Regions from separate parts of the Hordeum vulgare genome. Here region 1 is linked to region 2. The links are chromatin contacts, called in public Hi-C maps. All regions are on one chromosome and are shown on one strand. Each heading gives the region's core, a stretch centred on a gene start, on an enhancer-like site or on the middle of the called end of the contact. The rest is flanking DNA. Distances are from core to core; before and after follow the strand shown.

What was found. A called contact is a pair of places that touch in the nucleus more often than the background predicts.
Region 1: a Hi-C map of seedling shows a contact between it and region 2, with 2.7 times the contacts expected there. The contact joins the enhancer-like site here to the promoter of LOC123428192 in region 2. A contact is called at or near these places in 1 of 6 Hi-C or Micro-C datasets (seedling) and 1 of 1 datasets of contacts at active chromatin or transcription factors (embryo).

Annotation. Positions count from the first base shown.
Region 1 is chr2H:638,324,970-638,330,988 of MorexV3_pseudomolecules_assembly, forward strand. No RefSeq gene overlaps it. Among protein-coding and RNA genes, the nearest start is that of LOC123431066, 41 kb to the right of the region's middle. Within about 2 kb of position 3,507, at least 2 of the 3 cell types and tissues checked have open chromatin away from gene starts, as enhancers often do. A contact at or near this core is called in seedling, where this site is marked.
Region 2 is chr2H:638,156,015-638,162,866 of MorexV3_pseudomolecules_assembly, forward strand. It overlaps LOC123428192 (microtubule-associated protein RP/EB family member 1A-like), which reads right to left and starts at 1,423. Exons shown (of 8, transcript XM_045112379.1): 1 at 1,172-1,423; 2 at 955-1,023; 3 at 747-833; 4 at 3-109. The coding sequence starts at 1,285.

The DNA of each region.
Region 1 (6,019 bases), core at 2,257-4,756, 170 kb after region 2:
GTCCGTATTTTATTTCATCGACGCCTCTATCTCTAAACATGTGGGCATTTTATTGATCTCGACTTTTGCTTGAGGACAAGTGAGGTCTAAGCTTGGGGGAGTTGATACGTCCATTTTGCATCATGCTTTTATATTGATATTTATCGCATTATGGGCTGCTATTACACATTTTGGTACAATACTTATGTGTTTTCTCTCTTATTTCATAAAGGTTTACATGAAGAGAGAGAATGCCGGCAGCTGGAATTCCGGGCTGAAAAGGGAGCAAGTTTCAGATACCTATTCTGCACAACTCCAAAAGCCATCAAAATCAGCGAGGAATTATTTTGGAATATAGAAAAAATATTGGGCGGAAGAAATACTGGAGGGGGGCACCAGGAGGTCACGAGCCTGCCACGCACGCCCTACCCCCCTGGCCGCGCCTGGGTGGCTCGTGGGCCCCCTGTTACCCCTCCGGCTCCCATATTCTACTATAAGGAGGGTTTCGTCCCAGAAAAAAATCAAGGGAGAGCTTTTGGGAAGAAACGCCGCCGCCACTAGGCGGAACTTGAGTAGAACCAATGTAGAGCTCCGGCAGGGCCGTCCTGCTGGGGAAACTTCCCTCCCGGAGGGGGAAATCGTCGCCATCGTCATCACCAACACTCCTCTCATCGGAGGGGACTCATGTCCATCAACATCTTCATCAGCACCATCTCATCTCCAAAACCTAGTTCATCTCTTGTACCCAATCTCCGTCTCACGACTCCGATTGATACTTGTAAGGTTGCTGGTAGTGTTAATTACTCTTTGTAGTTGATGCTAGTTGGTTTACTCGGTGGAAGATCATATGTTCAGATCCTTAATTCTATTCAATACCTCTCTGATCATGAACATAATTATGCTTTGTGAGTAGTTATGTTTGTTCCTGAGGACATGGGATACGTTTTGCTATAAGTAGTCATGTGAATTTGGTATTCGTTCCATATTTTGATGCGTTGTATGTTGTCTTTCCTCCAGTGGTGTTACGTGAACGTCGACTACATAACACTTCACCATTATTTGGGCCTAGAGGAAGGCATTGGGAAGTAATAAGTAGATGATGGGTTGCTAGAGTGACAGAAGGTTAAACCCTAGTTTATGCGTTCCTTCGTAAGGGGCTGATTTGGATCCACTAGTTTAATGCTATGGTTAGACTTTGTCTTAATTCTTCTTTCGTAGTTGCGGATGCTTGCGACAGGGGTTAATCACAAGTGGGATGTTTGTCCAAGTAAGGACAGCACCTAAGCACCGGTCCACCCACATATCAAACTATCAAAGTAGCGAACGCGAATCATATGAACATGACGAAAACTAGCATGACAGAAATTCTCATGTGTCCTCGGGAGCGCTTTATCTTATATAAGAGTTCGTCCAAGCTTGTCCCTTGCTACAAAAGGGATTGGGCCATCTTGCTGCACCTTTCTTACTATTGTTACTTGCTACCCGTTACGAATTATCTTATCACACAACTATCTGTTACCGATAATTTCAGTGCGTGCAGAGAATACCTTGCTCAGAACCACTTGTCATTTCCTTCTACTCCTCGTTGGGTTCGACACTCTTACTTATCGAAAGGACTACGATAGATCCCCTACACTTGTGGGTCATCAGACCTTTGCAAGGTATAACCTATAACTAGGACGCATAAGCGCGGCGACACGCTGCGCCGGTGAGAGAGCCCGTGTGACTGCTTGGTGTTATAAAAGGGAATAGAGATTAGGAGGAAGAAATTTGGGAGCAGTAACTTATATTTATCGAGCATTTCACATAATATACATAAAATATTTTTCATAATAGACAACTGAAACCCTGCTAATTAGCCTCTCTCCACCCGCATCCCAGCCTGTGCAAGTTGTAGCCCACGAGATCCCATCGAGACAAGACGAGCGACACACCAGCGGCGGCGCGCCCACGGCCGCGACGAGACGTCTTGCAGCCCGACCGCCTCCGCCACGCGCGAGGACTCCGGCACAAAGCCCAGTGCCGGGCAACCGCCCAACCGCTCGCGATATCCCCTCCTCCCAAGCGAAGAGCAGCTAGAGAGCACCCAGCCGTCGCTGGATCTGCGCAACCTTTGTCTGTCGGAGGCCACCAGCGACGGCGAGGGAGGGGGAGGTGGCTGAAGGTGGATGGCAGTGATAGGGGCGGGGGTCGCCGCCCGTGTTGCCCCGAGGAGGGAGCGACGCGGGAGCAGTAGGAAGTGGTTAATAACCATATCTTGCTTGTAGCGAGAGCCTCCCATTTCATCATAAGATTTTCAAGTGGTGGTACAGTAATAGGCCAACCTATTTATAGTGTTTGTTCATGGTGGCTCCCTCGCTGTTGCAGTTTTCTTGGTTTTTTCTTTCCATTTTTCTTTCTTCTGTTTTTTTTTCTGTATTTCTTTGTTTCTTTTTTAGTTTTTGTTAACTTTCATTTTTCTTATTTTTGTTTATTGATTTTTTGTTTCATCATTTCTTTGTCGGTTTTCTTATTTTTCTCTGTGTTTTCACTGCTTCCATTTCTTGCATTAGTTTTCTTGAGTTTCTTTCCTATTGGGCTTATTTTGTTAATTTTTTCTTCCACGGTTTTCATTGGATTCTTCAGTTGTTTTGTTTTTATGGTATGCACGTTGAATATTTCTAAATATGTGATTATGTTTGTTCAAATATATGTTTCTGATACATATTTTCCTTCTCATGCTCATTCTATAAATCTGATAAACATATAAATCAGTTTTATACCCCTTCAACATTCTTAAACACATGATTAACAGTTTTTGGTGTCTACGTGTTACTATACATGTTGATCATTTATTTCATACACCACGCACATTTGTATACATCTTTCAAAAAAATTAGATGCAAGATTGACATTTTCTAAAATTTATTATGTGCACTTCGTTACTTACACGTTGTATATTTTTATATACATCTAGAATATTTTTCATACAGAGTTAACATTTTCAAAATACATGACAAACAATTTTCAAATATATGAATTAGAAATCATTTTTAATATAAATTGTTTTAGGTATATGTAAACATTTTAAAGGTCACAAACATTTTTATCAGGTTAATTTGATAAATGCCACTCGAATTTTGGCGATTTTGAGAAATGCCAGTATAATTTCCAAACTTTGAAAAATATCATTTTGAGTCGGCAAAAATTGCAGTGGCATTTTTTAATGCTTGGAAATTGCAGTGACCATTCTCGGGGTCGCCAGAATTTGAGTGGTATTTATCCAATTAACCCTTTTTTGAACGTCGTCAACAATTTTTAAATTCATAGTTTTCAGAATAGTTTTCACACTGCGTTAGATTTTTTTTTTCAAAGTTATAATTTTAAGAATATTTTCAAATGTCCGGATTTAGTATACTATTACAAAATATAAACTAATGTAGAAAAAGTACTGAAATTGAAAGAAACGGTCGACCCGCTACTAGACCGTCCGACATAAGCGTCTTTGGAGCGACGCTGCCTTAAACCTCCCCAGAGCGAGGTATATAGGCGAACCTGCGAGACAGAAGTGAAATGGTAATGGCTGACCCAGTAGCGCCATTCGTTTGACTCGCTCAGTGTTTATTGCTTTTGTTCGTTTATTTACTCAATTTCATTTTCATTTTCCATTTTCCATTTTTTATCATATTTAAATTTTTTCAAATAAATATAATTGGTGAAGATCACCTAAGTTTGAGAAAATGTTTGAGCAGTGTCAAGAAAATGTTGGTGCAATTTTAAAAAAATGTTGATAGCACTTGAATAAGAAAGGTTTCAACACTTATTTAAAGAAATCTTAGAACAAAAAAGTTCAAACACATGTGTTCTAAAAATGTTAATTATGTATTTGAAAACTATTAAACATATGTAAACTGTATGTTTCAGATGTATTTTAGAAAATGTACAATGTGTATGGCACAAACTAGACATCAAAACATGTATTTCGAAAAACAATATTAATCATCTATTAAAACTTTATTGCACATGTAAAAAATGTTTTTTTATGTATACAAAAAACGTAGATATAAAAGACATCCATTTATAAAATGTTAATCATGTATTTTGAAAATGTTGAAAATGCATAAAATAATGTTTCATGTATACGCGGAAAATGTACAAGATACATGAAAAAATGTGTAGATATCAGAACATACAATAGAAAAAACATTAATCATGTATTTAAGATTGTTAAAGATGCGTAATAATATTTTAATCCATAAAACATTTGTACAGTGTATTCGAAAAATATTTATGTTATATATTTCATAAAATAATTTACATATACCATTCATCACACATCTAAAAAATGTGAATGGTATAAAAATATTTGCGTAAATTTGAAAAAGTATTGGTATTATTAGAAATATGAACATAAAATTTCCAAAAATTGTTCAAGCCGTCTGGAAGTATTCCTTGACATGTCTGAAAAATGTTTATTCAATGTTAAACATATTCGTGTAGTTTAAAAAGATGTTTTGTAACGTTCAAATATGTATGTGGCATGTTTTTTAAAATGTCTATGCGCTTCAAAAGTATATTCATGATATTTTTGAGAAGTGTTTAAAAAATCTGCAAAACTGTTCCACTGGTTTAGAAACAAGTTTGGGTAATTGAGAAATGTCGAGCGCTTTTATCAAAAACATGTTCCACAAGTACATGGAAAATGTACCAATGTGTATTGAAAGATTTGACATGTGTTAATTTCGAAAGTTTTAAGAAAAGAAATGTAAAAAAATATAAAGAAATACAGAAAAGAGGAAAAGATAAAGGGAAACGTTCAGTGTCAATCGGATGAAAACAATCGCCGCGTCCGTCACCTTGTTTAAGCGTTACGTGCCCTCAAGGTCTCACACAGCGAAAGACGAGGACTTATCTCTTCGTCAAACATGCCGTTTATTTTTCAATCTTGCATCTCTATCTTTTCTTGAACATTACCTATGTTGCAAAATTTCTTCCGTAATAAGATCCTTATTGCATAAAAAGTAAAGACAAAAGAAAATTCTGCAATGCAACTTATGTTGCATAAAATATACCGTTACACATTTTATGTCACAATTTTTTATTTAACAACGCAGCGTATGTTACAGAAAAAAAATCCGCAACACAATCAATATTACGAATATTTCTGTAACAAGGTCTTTGTTGCAAAGTAAAGAAAGACCTTTATCGCTAGATTGTCTTGGATCTAATGGCCTGCAAGGTGTAGCAGTGTAAAGAAAAAGATCGGTCGACCGATGCGTAGCAGTGTACAAAGATAAACCAAAAAATAAATCAAAAGAAATCTGGAAGATAGAAACGAACAAAAAAAACTTATAAAAAGCCATTGCAAAACCGATAGAAAGGTTCCAAAACAGGTTCATATAACCTTCCCAAAACCGTCCGACCAGCCGACCCACTATGAAAAAACCTTGATCTCGGGATATCAAGTTAGTCTTGATCTGGAAGATACGAAAGTCCATCTCGACTTAGTCTTGGCTCAAGATTTCTTGATCGAGCTACATAAAATGCTTTGGTTCTCAGCTTATTTTTGTACTCGATCTCGGGCTGGGTCAAAATAATAATTATATATTTTTTTAAACGGCTCACGAGTCTCAGCTTTGTTTTGTTTGCTGTCCTGATGGGGGTAGGATGAGCAAGCCACGATAGTTGGGTAGAGAAGCTGTGAACATGTTTCGTCGGCCAAAATCCGTGGCGATCAACCGCACGTGAAGTGAGCTAGAGCCGACAGCACCAACCTGCGCAGTGGCACACGACTATATACAACTTAATCACGTTGACTGACAGTAGCCGAACTTTGCGTGGCAACCAAACTAGCAGGCTCCCCGTACCGTACGTGCGTGGCCGCTGGCACGTCGGGCTCCCTCAATCGCCCAAGAATCGCCGTGCGCGCGCGTGCACACGCCGATGGTTGGTGGCGGCGCGCGGTCCGGCCAACTGTGCGCCACGGCGGGGGCCACGCGACGTACGGCGCCCTCACCGGGATCGCGTCGGCGATCTCGTTTCCCTGTGCACGGAGGCGTAC
Region 2 (6,852 bases), core at 173-2,672:
ACTCATTCATGATTCCACCATTCACAGAATCACAATATCTTTTCAACCATTGCAGAAACTCCAAGTTGTCCAATGGCCGTCCTTTAACAAGTTTGTTGACCTCAATATTCTGCAGAAAGCATCCATCCACTAATTAGCACAACAAAGAACATTTTATGCTACAGATTACCTATACTCATAAAGAGTAGAAGCTGAAGAACAGAGAAGAAGCACCCTTAGGTCGGTTTGCTAAAACACAGGCCCTAAAATGGGCAAAACTTTCAGAAAGCACAACTCTGAAGTTTATATTGTACGGGATCGGAACATAAACTTGTTGTGACATGCGAAAAAAGCCATTAAAACAACAACCACCACCGCACTATCAAAGCCTTCCCTGATATCAAGTGTCAAGTGCTGAACATAGACAGCCACAGAACACCAAACTTGACCCCAACCAAACTTTGCACATTAGCTTTCAATACGGTCTTAATCCGAACCCCATCCCTCCTCAACTGTGCAAAGCAATGAGCATAACTTGAGTGCTGCACAGCAAATTTAGTCTGTTGTCGAATCATCTTGTGGATATACCACACGCTGACATCAATGCCACACATCTGTTACAGACTGAATCCCAACACACCGCATAAACCGAATTACTGAATTACTGTACAGACAGATCGCCTTTGCTTTCCCAGGTGACAAAATGCAAGGCACAATCACGCATAAATCCACGGGTGAGGGAGCTAGGCCGGGAGAATCACCCGTACCTTGCCTATCCGCAGCTTGTTGAACACGTCCTGGAGAATCTTGTAGTTCTGGATCATGTCGTACTCCGTCTTGGCATCGAAATTCACCTGCAGAAAACAACCCCCAAAATGAGCATCGTATCCGCGGCCATCTAAACCGCCCAATCGCAGCGCAGCACTCCGGAACGGATGAATCGGGTCCAAAGAATCACATGAGAGGCCTCCTAACCTTGTGCATCGGCACCAATCCAGGGTGAACCATGTCCAGCAGCTGGCACTGCACCGCCCCCGACGCCGCCTGCATCGACGCGGAAACATTAAATAAAGCCCCCAAACCAACACCGGCGAAATGTCCGCCCCCATACCGCCGACGAGCTCCCTCCCCGGCCTAGCGCCTGGGCAACGCGGCGGGATCGGAAGCGAGCGTGAGTGAGTGGCTGACTGACCTCCTCGACCTTGTTGAGGGAGAGCTGCAGCGTGGCATTGACCCAGCTGAGGATCTCGCCCCGCCCCACGAAGTAGGCCTTGTCCATCAGCCCGAAGCTCGCCCCCGCCGCCATCCCCTCCGGCGATCTCTCCTCTCCCTCCCTCGCGGCGGCGGCGGCGGCGGCGGCGGACTGACCGACTGACCGACCGGGCCTGTGACGAAACAACTTTTCGAAAACGCCTCCACGCGGAACGGCGAGCGCAGCGAAAACAAAACGGCACGCACGCGCACAGCTACGCTAGTACCTATGCATACGGGTCCGGTCACCGCCCGCACCCTCACCGGCGGCTCGGTAACGCCAGCGCGCACGTTTATCGCGCGCTCGATTTTGAAACGGCGGGGAGGGTGACGGCGGTGGGCGGTGACGCGACCCGCGGGTTCGGTGGGCTCCAAATGGCGGCCTGGGGCCCGGCCGCCTTTACTGGCTCCCGTCCGCCCGCATCGATGCGCGCCGACAGGTGGGCCCGCGCGCGTGGGGCCGGGCCTGGGTTCGCTCGGGTCGGGGCCCTGGCCGACGGGCTCTGTGGGTGGGGCTGGCTGGTGGGTGGGTCGCGTTTCGTGGGCGTGAGTGAGTTCGGGTCAATTCTCGCGCGGCTTGCATTTATGCTGGTGGGCCGGGTTGTCGAGCGTTGTTATATCTGGGGGCCCGCGTTGGAGCGGGCATGGATGGATAGATAGATGGACCGGTGGACGGAGTACCGACCGGCTGGGCCGGGGTTTTGAATCGTGGCGATCGAATTATTTTCCTCGAACACGATTCTCCGCCGCCTTCGTTGAAGGGGGTCAGGACTCAGGGCAATGCCGATGCAAGCAGGCAGGCTGGCCCTGAAACGGCCGCCCCGGTGCACAGACGAAGCGTGACCGCGGCTTGGCCGTGTAAAATGCAACATCTGCAAACTGTTTACGTCAACTGGTACTACTACGTGTGTGCTGTGCCTTGCATATGCCACCTCCCTTCCGGTTTATAGTTCTCAATTTGTTGAATAGTTTTTGTAGGTTATAAGACATACTTAATTAATGTGTTTGTTTTACTTAAAAGATTGTGTTTACCAATGCATGTATGCATCATGAACAAGAACTTCAAGGTCGATGTTCTCTCAATCTTTACATGCACCGATTTGATGCATTTTAAAATTTCAACATGTGATGACGAACAACCAAACTGAGACTAATAAAGCAGAAAAACTAAAATTTTAAGATAAATCCCGTAAACCAGAAGGGGGAAATATTGCAACGAGACGTGGGCATCACTTGACATTTTGCCCCGAGTAGACCATCACATGGGAGGATGACGACACATCTTGTCGAGTTGGCCGCCACAAACGAGGATAGTCGAGCAAGAGGACGATGCGGGTTGCCAAAGCATCCTAAATTAGAAATTTGGCGGTGCACCTCCCCCCCCCCCCCCCCCCCCGGTCGTCAATCTTTATGGCATGTGACCTTCACTGTTCAGAGCCTATGGCTCAACTTTCTGTTTGTGCGGGCATGAACTTCACTTGTATGGCTCACGTTATGACTGGTATACATGTCGTTGCCGGAATGACGAGAACACATTATGCTTTTGATTTGGTAGTGCTTTTCAGTATCCGGTCTCTAGTTCGGCTGTGAAAACCCTAGGATGTACCGTAGTTGATTACCTAACAATTGACAGTGTTTTTGCGTGTGTACCTTTTTTAAGGCATTGCTCGGATTTGCTCGAACTTGCTCTTTCGAAGTGAAGATCTAGGTTCTAGCCATTGGTGTTGGATCTCACAATGGCAGGGTTTGAGCGTCCTTCCTTTTTCGGAGGCGTTGCTACTAAAGATTTTTTTTTCGTTGTCTTTATGATGTCATGGGATAGTTAGAGCGAATGGTGGTTATTGTAGTTCATCAATCGTTGGTCTAACCACTTTGAATTTTCTCTTTTCCATTTGCCTATGCATAGCTTTAGCTTTAAATAATTTTTCTTTTGGGCAGCATGATTTTTTGCATGCATAAATTAGGATTAGTTGTGTGCATCTTGATCATATCGAGGTCGGTTATGTATTTATTGTGTTTGTATTCTTCGATGCTTCCTTTTGAGTAGTACTCCCTTCGGTCCTTTTTATTCCATGTATTATATTTGTCTCAAGTCAAACTCTATAAATTTTAGCCAAATTTATATTAAAAAAATATTAACATCTACAATATCAAATATATATACCATGAAACTATATTTCATAATGAATCTAACAATATCAATTTGCTATTGTGAATGTTGATACTTTTTATACTAATTTGGTCAAAGTAGAAATTCTTTGACTTCAAACAAAATTTATATGCAGATTAAAAAAAACTTATATGCAGACTAAAAAAATCAGAGAGAGTACATAAAATTTATCCTTTTGTCAAAGTAAACTACATGAATAGCGTAAACTGCATTTTACTAAACACTCGCATGGTTTTATTTTTATCTGATTCTGAACCAGGTGGTCGGGTGAAGAAGCGAACACGACACTCTGATTTCGAACAAGCGATAAACACAACACAACGCGACGCAAGTGTCCGTGCATGCCTCTCGCACATCTATGCAGCCATTGAATTGAAGACCCGATACATTGGCTCGATGCGTTGCGTCCGAAGTTAATGTCGCTTGGACAGAGCGACGATGAACACAAAAGAGGAATAAAAGTAAGAGCAAGTAAGAGGGTGATTGGATACAATTTTAGTCCCATGGCTAAAAGTAATGAGACTAAAACTTGCTAGCCTCATTTATGCTTGGATTCAAGTACTAAAAAGACTAAGATCAAGTTAATGAGCATTTATTATGCTCCAAACCCTCCAATCCAGAACTTGCATGAGGAGTTAAATGAGGAGTGAGAGGACTAATGCACATTTTAGTAGGGGTATCCCTGACTAAAAGATTTTAGCCTCGAGACTAGTTTTAGTCTATTTTTAGTCAAGGGTGCTTGGAACTTTAGCTTCTTAAAAAGTTTTAGTCAGACTAGTTTTAGTCTTTTGGATCCAAGCACCCTCTAAACAAGAGCGAGCGAGGGTGCAATTGCACCGCGCTGCAATCGCATTCATAACCTGTCCTTGAGACTCGCAGTTGTATCGTCTCGTCGCCTGTGTTTGGGCCTCTGCCGCTGCTGCTCCGCAACCGCAACAGTCTACGCGGTACCACGGCCCCAAAGCCGTGTTTAATGGCTGTACGCGCCATGGAGGACGATAAAGATGCGCAGACCGCAGACCGCAGAGTGACAAGATCCCGCATGGCGCACCAGTACAGGCGCCACGCTTGTCGCCGCAACATGAATGCCCTTGTTTTTCCTCCGCGATCGATCTCTCTTCTTCATGCTGTTTTCCCCGTAGTTTTTCACCTCTCTCTGAACCTCTGATTCTGTCCTTGACACAAGTGCGTGCACTTATGTGGCCATCATGGCTCTTTCAGTTAGCTGACACTCATAAACCTGAAAAATCAATCACGTTCGTCTTCCGCCATTCAGAGATTGATTCAGAAATGCAGTATCGAACTCTGCATTCAGCACATGCACACGCAGGCGCGCAGACACGCATAGTAGTACAGGGTGGGTAGGCGCTGTTGCTGGTTTCCTGTCCTGTGGAGCCTGTCACGCTTTCATCTGCACGCCTGCACGTACGCGTGACAGCGAGCATGCACGAGCAGTTCACCCATCCCGTGTGATCCGCAGGCAACAGTCCGCAGACGGAAACGCCAAACAGTACACACAACTGCTGCTGCCCTGCCATGTTCCGTTCGCCGACAGGGGTTAGCGATAGCGTCGAGCATAATCAGCAGCGTCTTCAGACCTAATCAAGCTCATCGCCATGGCTGGCCACCGGATGAGAATCTCTGAGGGGGAACCGATCCAAGCCAAACAGTGAACCGTACGCGCAGAGACGTCACAGGAGAAAGACTGCAGAGCTGCCGATCCTGAATCCGAGGCCGGACGGACGGACAGGCACAGGCACAGCGACGCGTCCCGTCGCGTCCAACAGCGGCATCAATCATTCGCTCATGGTTCGCTCTACTCTACTCCACTGTCTACTCTACACCACTCCTACTGACCACTCCATCTCTCAACCTCAATCCCGTCGCTGTGCGCAAGAGAGAGAGAGAGAGAGAGAGAGAGAAGAGAAAAGGTACAATCATACGCCGTTGTGGCGAGCACGGAACAGGCCCCGGCAGATCGGACGGACGCGCCATGCCTAGCCCGGACCGGCAACCGGCAACCGTCCCGTGCACGCACGCTGAAAACCCTACACGGCCACGCACGGCGGGCGAGGAAAAGGCATGCCGCCTCCCTTGCTTTGCCGTGATGTGATCCCTCAGAAAATCGTATCTGCTTGGGACACATGCATGCGTGCATGAACTCGTGCGACGTGACATTCTGCTTCGGATTCTAGCCCGTTCTTCCTTGCGACACAGACGGCCTCGACCGGCCTAGCTAGCATCGTATCTTGCTACCACAGTGCAATAGCGCTGTCGTGCCTCTTTGCCCTTTGGGCGATGAGATCATGTCGATTGCGGTTAGCGAGTTGATTAATGGCGATCCTAGGATTAATTAGCTGGTATGGCTAGTGGTGGGGAGCCGTGCGTGCATGCGCTTAGGTTTAGCGCCGGTGTCACACAGCTCGGAGCCTTGTTTGCTTTCGCCTAACCTTTTCCTCCCGCTAAGCATATGCGGAGAGCCAGTGGTTGGAGCGTTGCATGCAGAGCACTATGGCACTACATTAGCGCAGGGCCGGGCAGCTTCCTAAGCAGCTTCGCGTGGCTAGCTTAATTAGCTACAGCAGCCAACCTTAATCATCGACATGGATCGCATGGACCAGCTTCGAAAGCATCATAGTTTAGCAACAAGGGGATCATGCGTCCCACAGGCCCTAATCATGGATGGAATTGCTTTAAAGCTGGGGCCGTAGAGTACACTACTACTACTAGTAGTAGCAGCATGCTTGATTAGAAGAAGGGATCGGACGCTACGTACGTGGCCCGCTGTACACGTGGATAAACAAGAATGTCCCAACATTCCTCACACTTGCGCGGAAGCCGTCCATGGCGTGCGTCCACGCGCCAGTGATCGGTCCATGTGCTCGCCCAGCGGCGCAGGGCATTGCAGCTAGCGCGCCACACACACGCCTGGAGGCTTGCGGCATGTGATCGAGTTTATCCGAACCTGCCTCCCGATGGACGGATACGTGCGGCCGGCTTCGGAGCACGCACAGACACAAACGCGGCGGCACGGGCGTCGGAAGAGCGCGGAGGCCACCGTCGCATGCGTCGGCGGGGAGACAGGGCGTCGTGTGCCGGGCAGGACGCGCGCGCGCACGAGCACGACCGGCGCTGTTTCTTTAATCAACTCTACACTTTGATGAGCTGAAAAGAGCCGAAAACTCGTCGGCTTTTTAGTAGTAGTACGTATGAGGCACATGTTCTCCTCGCCCCTGTAAAGCGTGCCAGTAGCTCGTAAGCATGCGAGGCACTGACTGATATACGCTGGTATACTTGTCTGCTTATTGGACAGAGCATTATTGTGTTCGCTTGGTGAGTTGGAAATTCTGATGAAGTGAAAAACTAGTAGCATCACTCTGACGGGGCCAATGATTTCTGCAATCTGGCCATGCTACCAAAGCGTTGGTGGTCCTTCGAGTACCTGCACCGCA